Regions from separate parts of the Mus musculus genome. Here region 1 is linked to region 2. A link is a contact called in public Hi-C data. All regions are on one chromosome and are shown on one strand. The core of a region is the stretch at or near the end of the contact, and the rest is flanking DNA. Distances in the headings are between cores, read along the strand shown.

Region 1 (3,862 bases), core at 1,167-3,666, 300 kb after region 2:
AATAGCAAAGAATTTGTGGTTTGACTTGCAATTTTTTCTTGCACAAATTATCTCTTACTTGTCCAAGGCCTTTTTTTCTTGGCTTGATTTATATATAGCACCTGGAAAGCTCTTCTTGATGTGGGTGATACAGAAAAGATATGGTTAGTAAAGAGTCTATTATTAAAGGATGAGGGTGGGAACATAATGAAATATAAAATGACTAATTAAAGAAAGAACACAAGAGACTTTAGATCACAGAGTAAAGGAACAACTACAAATGCAAATCTAAAAGAATATAAGTTATTTAAATAAGAAACTGGAATGTATTCATGAACATCAAAATAGAAAGAAAAGAGAAATACTTTTATAAAGAAGCATTGTGTGGTAGAAATGCTGTCATTAATAAGCCCCATTTGTGACTCCAGTTTTATATCTTTAAAACCATATTCTTGAGATTCCGTCATAGTAATTCATAAACAAGGAGCAATGGACAACTCCATCTTTAGTCAAATATACAATCTGTAGTCTTTTGTACAGCACACAAACAAAAATTGATTTTCACATATTCTAAGATTAGAAATTTTTGATCTTAAAATAACACAAAGTTACACAAACTACCATTGTGTGTCAATGAAGTCTTATTTAGACAAAGCCACCATCATTTGTTGGCATGTGGTCTGTGAGTTCAGTTCTCTAAAAGCATACAGATCAGATCATTAGTGATAACAAAGACTAAAGGTCTACAAAGCCCTAAACATGAGGCAGATAGTCCTAAGAGAAATTTACCATATCTTGAACCATTGAAATGACCACATGCTTTCTACTCAATCTAATCTGTCATTAGTACTTTGCCAGCTGCAATATAAACCCAGAGTTCTGAGCACAACATTAGAGCCTCTGTCACCTGAGCCTGGTATAGCATGCAGACTTTTGTTGTGTTACTGAATTCTGTCTTGGTCTCTGTTATCTGTGTGGAATCCTACACATTTCTTTTCCTTAAATGTCTCTATTTCCTTAGAGACAATTAAAGTGATCTCATGCAATGAGTTTTTAGATCTTGGATGATGTTTGACTTTAAAATATGCCCTGCAGACTTCTATTCTGAATGTTTGGTCACAAACCTGGAGGACTATTTTGAAGGTTATGGATTCTTTAAGATATGTGGTCTCACTGAATGAGGCAGGTAACTTGAGGCCTTCCCTTGAAGCTTAGGGCAGTTTCTGGCTTTGTTTTAGCTCCCTGGTTACCAGCTGTAAACATGTGAACAAACTACCACTTCACAGCACCATAAACATATTCATGCCTGCCCACCATAAAGATGGAGATCTCTTCAAAACTGTCAGCCCAAATAAACCTTACCTCCTTTCAGTTCATTGTCAAGTGTTTTATGTCAGTGATATAATAACTAAAACTGCCTCAAACCAAAATTTGTGCAGTCTTATTGCAAGGTTATATTAGAAAATTCTGACACAAAAATATTTGATTGGAATAAGCTCTAGATTCAGAATCTCGAATACCTTAAAAAGTGTTTTACTTGTTTTCCCTAATGGCTGTCAGTCTTATACTTAGTAATGCAACTATAATTGTGTGTTAAATGAATTAAAATACTTGGTATTTGAGCAAACCAATAGCACTTAAAATATCTAACTAGAACTTTATATAAGATTAAAAATAGTAGCCACAATAATGAATGAAAAATTAATGGTCATTATTTTTGAAAGAATTTGTAGGGAATAAGGGGAATAGAGAAGTATTTCATGATGTTATAATCTCAAAAAAATTAATGAAATAATAAGAATAAACAGAAAATGATAAGTTGATTATAATAAAATTATAATCATAAAGATTAACATTATTTAATTTCTTCAAGTTTTATATAACTTGATTCTTTAAGAGAGAGAGAGAGAGAGAGAGAGAGAGAGAGAGAGAGGATAGCAGAGTACCTATAATACGACATTTAAAGGTAACAGACCAAGCAAGGAAAGGTCTAAGCCACAAAGGGGTGTGAAAGAGAAAAAGTTAAGCGGACATTCAACCAAAACTAAGAGTATATGGAAATAACTTAAGTAAATCTAATATTAAGCTACTGAACTTTTAATTACATTCTCACTTTGAAGCATAACTCATTCTATATTCATCACGTTCTATTCTCTGTTCCTGAATCTTGTCAATACATAGCATCCCTTCCGGGTGTGAGGAGTTTTTGTGTTTATTTTGTTCTGTTTTTGACCAAACAAAGCATACATGAAATGTGAACTAGGATCCTGCATCTTTTGGCTACATTAGACACTATCTCTCAGCTGTACCTCTGCTTACTTTCTCATATTTTCCAGCTGAGCTTTTATAGACTACACATGAGGACTGCCCTTTAAGATGGCAGGTAAAGCAAGGCTGGAGTTCCAAATGAACCTTCTCCTGGCCGCAGCACAGCTGACATTTTCTCTCTTTCCAGATCCCTCAGTCTGAGTCCACCGGCCTTTGGAATACTGTGATCACCCCATCTGTTAAGAGATACCTTTGCCAAGATAGTTTGGATGGCCTGAGAAATGAGGAGGGAATTTTGAAGACTTGTTTCTATAATTTTTTTTTCTCTGAAACAAAATGTATTGCTAGGATTACCATGAATCTGACCTGACACACTTGCAATTTGGCACTGGAAATAAACAAACATTAGAGACATGTACACTTGTTTGCAAAAGGAATTAGATTTAGAATGTTAATGGTTTATGTTCAATTATTTACATAAAAGTGTTGTTAGCTAACATCAATAACAATTAAGCCCTTTAACCTTCCCACCCAGTCAGAAAACACTTGATGACATTGTACAATATATACAGCAAGGCTTATAGAAAGCCTCAGACATGCAAAGACATGTAAAATGCAATTCTTTCACTGAATAGTTTTCAAACCTGGCATGTAAAACTCCAGATGCATCCAGAGCACTACAGCACTACAGTAAACAAACACACATACACACACATACACACACAGGAGAGAGAGAGAGAGAGAGAGAGACAGAGAGAGAGAGAGAGAGAGACAGAGACAGAGACAGAGACAGACAGACAGACAGACAGACAGAGGGACAGAGAGACAGAGAGAGACAGAGGAGTGACAGAGACAGAGACAGAAAGAGACAGACAGAGAGACAGACAGACAGAAATCATGAATCTCAATACTAATAACCATACTTTTACAGTATATAATTGCACTTCACTAAAAATCTATATTGTAAAAAGATAATCCCATTTTAAAAGGGAAGAACATAGATGAAGAAAATTATCTGATATAATATTGGTCAAATACTCAAATTTATACTATTTACCAAATAGATAAGTCCAGGCAAAATTATGACAGAGACACATAACTTGAAACCATGCCTGTAACAGAGGTAGCTCATACTGAGCGGAAATGCCCACTATCTCAGCATTTCTATGTCAAGGATTCCATTACAGGATGCACAGCACATCACAGGTAGATCAGGTTTGGGTTGCTGAGTGCAACCCTTTGCTGCCTTAGACACAAAAGCAGTGACTGCAAGCATTTTGCCATGAGGAAGAGAAAAGAATAAAAGGAGGGGAGGGAAGGGAAGAGACAACACAGAAATAGAGCTTACCTTAGAAGAATTATTAAACAGATCCAATATCTGTCTAACTCTACTCCTGCTGCTAAAGTGAGGGAAATAAATCCCTAGTAATTTTGGGTAGTTAAAAGGATTTTCTGTCCTTTGCTATTGAACAAAAATGTAAACAACAAAATGTGTGTATAATCTACTGATGCTGCTCTCGTCTTCTTGCTCTTGAGCTGTTCTCAGTCTGGCCTTTTATACTAATTGACTGATTAATTTCCTTTGTGTTACATAATGGTATTGATTTAAATAATG
Region 2 (4,033 bases), core at 793-3,292:
CCTGGGAAGAGAAATGTGCTACTGAGCAAAATATATTTGACCCACAGTTCAAAAAATATTATTGACACTGTAAATTAGACAGCAATACACATATTCCATCTTGGCTCCCTTCTAATTTGGCCATTTAAGTTCTCTCTATTATATCAAACTTTATTCTAATAAAAGAAAAGAAGAAAAACTTCCAATTTGTAATAAATTCCATATTCAAAAGATCAGGACTTAATCCTGAGGCTTTGTGCAAAATTAGGTAACAAAGAATCGTGAAGCAGTTGGAGCAGGACAGCAGGAATGTATGATTTCAACAGATGTGCAGAGAAGAATCTAGATCCAAGTAAAGATAAGAAGAAGCTGCCTCTTTGTATTTTGAGTGCTGTTGTAACACTCTGCTAACATACATTAAAGTTCTAGGTGGGGAGTCTTTTGCATCCAAAACAAGAAATATAACTAAAACAGGAAACTGTCTGAAAGGAGTCTTTAGTAAAGCCAGTTGAGGGTGATTAAAACAGAGTATTTAGAGAGATGAACCAAGAAGAGAAATAGAAAGGATGGGGTTGGGGGGGGGGGGCTAAAGAAGACTTGAGATTGATTCTTTTGTGCTCGTGCACATAGAGAAAAGCATACAACTTTGTGTCTTAGTCCAGCATCATTTACAGGAATCATAGAAGGATTGAGCACATCTTCTCCATTGTCCAGGGTCTTGGTGTAGTTTTAGCAGTTTGTCCATTTTTCAGGCAAGTTTTAGTAGATCCAGCTTGCTCTGGTGGAGCAGCACTACACCCCAGGTCATCTCTAAATCGCTGTATGCTAACATTTCATTTTTTCATTAAGATCAAAGACTGCAATCTTTAGGTGGTGTTCAACATTGTCCCACCTTCCCTTTCTGCTAAGTACAGTGCTGATTCTTGCCTGGTCATATTTGTATTTCTCAGTTTGCATGAGCATCCCCTCTACTGGTTTTGTTGTTTTTTTGTTTTTAGTTTTTAGTTTTGTTTTGTTTGTTTTTTGTTTTGTTTCTGTTTTGCTTTTATTTTTGTTTGTTGTTGTTATTTTGTTCTTTTTTTTCTTTTTGGTTTTTGGTTCTGATATTTTATTTTATTTTATTTTATTTGAGACAGGGTTTCTCTGTATAACCCTAGGTATCTTGGGACTCACTTTGTAGACCAGGCTGGCCTCGAACTCAGTAATCCGATTGCCTCTGCCTTCTCCTCTTGTCTGCGCTCAACTTGGAAATTATCTTTTAAGGCTTCTTTTTCTTTTCTTTTTTCTCTTTTTCTTTGTTCTTTCTTTCTTTCTTTGTTCTTTCTTTTCTTTTTTTTTTTTTTTTAATCTTGTTGCTTTCCTGAGTCAAAACGTTAAATGGTTCTCTGACATTTATAGTCTTTTTTTTGTGGTGAAGCTTTCAAGGTACTCTGCTACCTTGTTTCAACTTCCATTTACTATGCTTCATATCCCATTATATTTCACAGGAATCTTCTTCTCTAGCCAACTTGGCTCACTCAGAGCCCTTAATTATACCTCCTGGATTTTTGCCAGCGTGGTTTTGCCTCTCTGTCCTCTCAACTTCAATGTACAGACTCCTCTCTGGCATGGCACCGTTCCCCTTTTCAAACCCTGCTTCTCATTGTTTTAGTGCCTCCCAAATTAGGAAATGCTTCACCTAGATTGTACTCCTATTCGTCAAATAACAATGAAGAGGAAACTTCAGATTTTTAAGAGAGTAAGGCCGGTGCGATGATTTTTTGTCAGAAAAATCTCCGCCATATCGTTTTCCTTTCTATTTTTGAAGGTGGGAATCTGAAACATCCACCCATCCTAGACTTCAAAGTTATGTCAGACAAATCTGGCTGGCTTGTGGCAACGGGTGTTTGACCCTTTGTTTTTCATTCCTCTTCCTGAACAGAGATTGAGAATTCCTAGTGAAATCAAATTACAGTCTCAGTAGGAAAATGCCTCTTTCTTCGATTGACTTGAGAGACAAAGGGACTCCTATCTGTCTGATCTGCATTCAGGGTCACAGCTGAGATAGGAAGAGGAGAGCCTTAAGTACAAGATTGTGTGTGTGTAACCTGCTCCACAGCAGGTCTTCAGGATCTCACTGGGAAGAGCAATGAGCATCCTTGTGATGCTGCCAAGGAAATCATTCTTTTTGTTTTATAAGAAAGAAAATCTCCATCCTGTTGTTTTGAGCTTTAGGCCTAAGTGATTACACCACCGAGAATTCCAGAAAATACCTTCACTGCATTGCCAGCACTGGGTCCCACAAAATATGTGTCTTTGTAGCTTGTGAACCTTTGAAGTCTACTACACCTGGAAGCCCTGCTGGAGATGGTGGACATGTGGCTGTCACTCTTACTTAGGTTATGCACGTTTTACTTACACTTTCATTGCTTAACTACATTCTGCTGGCACTGAGACACCTTGGATAGCTCACTGCTCTATAGTTTGGGCTGTGCACAGAACTGCTTTTATAACAGGTAACACCCAAATAGTTACGGAGAACTTTTTTCATCCACAGTGTCCTGAAAATTAATTCATACCCCAGCTAACCTTGAACTTGTGCCATCTCTACTGTCTCAGTCTTCTGAATGCTAGAATTTCATTCAGGCATGAACCACCATGCTCAATTTAATGAACATATCCCATGAATCAAGTATTCTTCTGAATATTAGTGTTTTTTCTATGTGAGGATTTCCTTACTCTGGAATGCAATTTAAATTATCCAGCACTGAGAAGATTGTACTGTTTCAGGAGGCCTTGAGAAGCTCAAATACAAATAGGCACACAATAATTTAAAAATTTAAGCATATTCCATTGCCTTTAGTCTCCAAACAATTCTTACACATCACCCAGCCCTGCACAAATGACCTGATTCTAGTTTCTTGACTTCAGATACTGTTCAACACTGACTGAACTCAGTGTATTGAAACATCAATAAATAAAAAAATACAGAGGAGTATACTTCATAATCAGATCCACATTAGATTTTTGAACACAGATAAATTTAAAATTAATTTAGAATTTATGGACTGGTGGCCACTCTTGACATGACATGGTGAATGCTTTAATATGCAGTTGCTTATTCAAGAGACGTCATAGTGGGACTTTTTCACAGCTGTGTCGAGAAGGAGCCCTGACATTAATACAGATGGAGTTAAAAGTAGATAGTTATTTTCATTATTATTATCCATTTTTTGTTATTGCAACATGTAACATATATTATTTGCTGTTTGATTTAAGTCTATGTTACCTAAATGTCTGTTATTTGGCTTTCAATTCAGTTATCAGGTTTAAGGTTTTGTTTGTTTGCTCGTTTGTTTGTTTGTTTTGAATTAAAATGGCATGCTGTCAGAGATAGAATATTATTGCCCATTAACTTTAGACAGTAGTTCATACTGATTAGCAGTGGCTGAATAGTATCAAAGTAACCTCTGTAGTATATTTAAGGTATAGCAATTTTAATATAATTTTTAAGAAAAATCACTAACTGATTGTTTTCAGTATATAGTATTATATTTATGATCAATATTTTCCCTGTCTTTATCAACATTTTCAAGGAAACCTGAGTATTAATACTCAGGATTACTGAAAAAAATCCAAATATATTAGTTTAAAATTCTTTTAAAGATGTTAATGTTTACATTTAATTAATGCCTGCTTTCTCGGTCACTGACACAAGAAAATTAGAGCTCAAATATTTGCTTGTACAATTTTCAGAAATACTAATAGGAGATAAAAGGAAATAAACTAATATTTGTTTGCTTAATTTTATTTAATGTCTCAACTATATCAAATACCTCTTCATTACTCATAGAAGTATTTTGTAGAAAAGGCCACCATAAAATAGAGGCATTTATGTGAGCAGTGGAGAATGAGGCTGAGGGGAGACTTTCTGTTCACTGTCTTCCTGGCATCAGCCTTGGTGTCACACAACATAATGTGTTGGAGATTAGCCTGAACTGCATATGGAAACTCTGCATGAAAACAAAACAGAACAAAACAAAGAGCCTGGCATTGTAAGTCTGCCATCACTGCT

What was found. A called contact is a pair of places that touch in the nucleus more often than the background predicts.
Region 1: a Hi-C map of cerebellar granule neurons shows a contact between it and region 2, with 2.8 times the contacts expected there. The contact joins two enhancer-like sites. A contact is called at or near these places in 5 of 484 Hi-C or Micro-C datasets (brain, cerebellar granule neurons, cerebellum and 2 more).

Annotation. Positions count from the first base shown.
Region 1 is chr3:13,860,370-13,864,231 of GRCm38.p6, forward strand. All of the region lies in intron 2 of Ralyl (RALY RNA binding protein-like), which reads left to right. Among named protein-coding and RNA genes, the nearest start is that of Gm41998, 72 kb to the right of the region's middle. Within about 2 kb of position 2,417, at least 2 of the 459 cell types and tissues checked have an H3K27ac peak or open chromatin away from gene starts, as enhancers often do. A contact at or near this core is called in cerebellar granule neurons and cerebellum, where this site is marked.
Region 2 is chr3:13,555,854-13,559,886 of GRCm38.p6, forward strand. All of the region lies in intron 1 of Ralyl (RALY RNA binding protein-like), which reads left to right. Among named protein-coding and RNA genes, the nearest start is that of Gm2464, 86 kb to the left of the region's middle. Within about 2 kb of position 2,043, at least 3 of the 459 cell types and tissues checked have an H3K27ac peak or open chromatin away from gene starts, as enhancers often do. A contact at or near this core is called in cerebellar granule neurons and cerebellum, where this site is marked.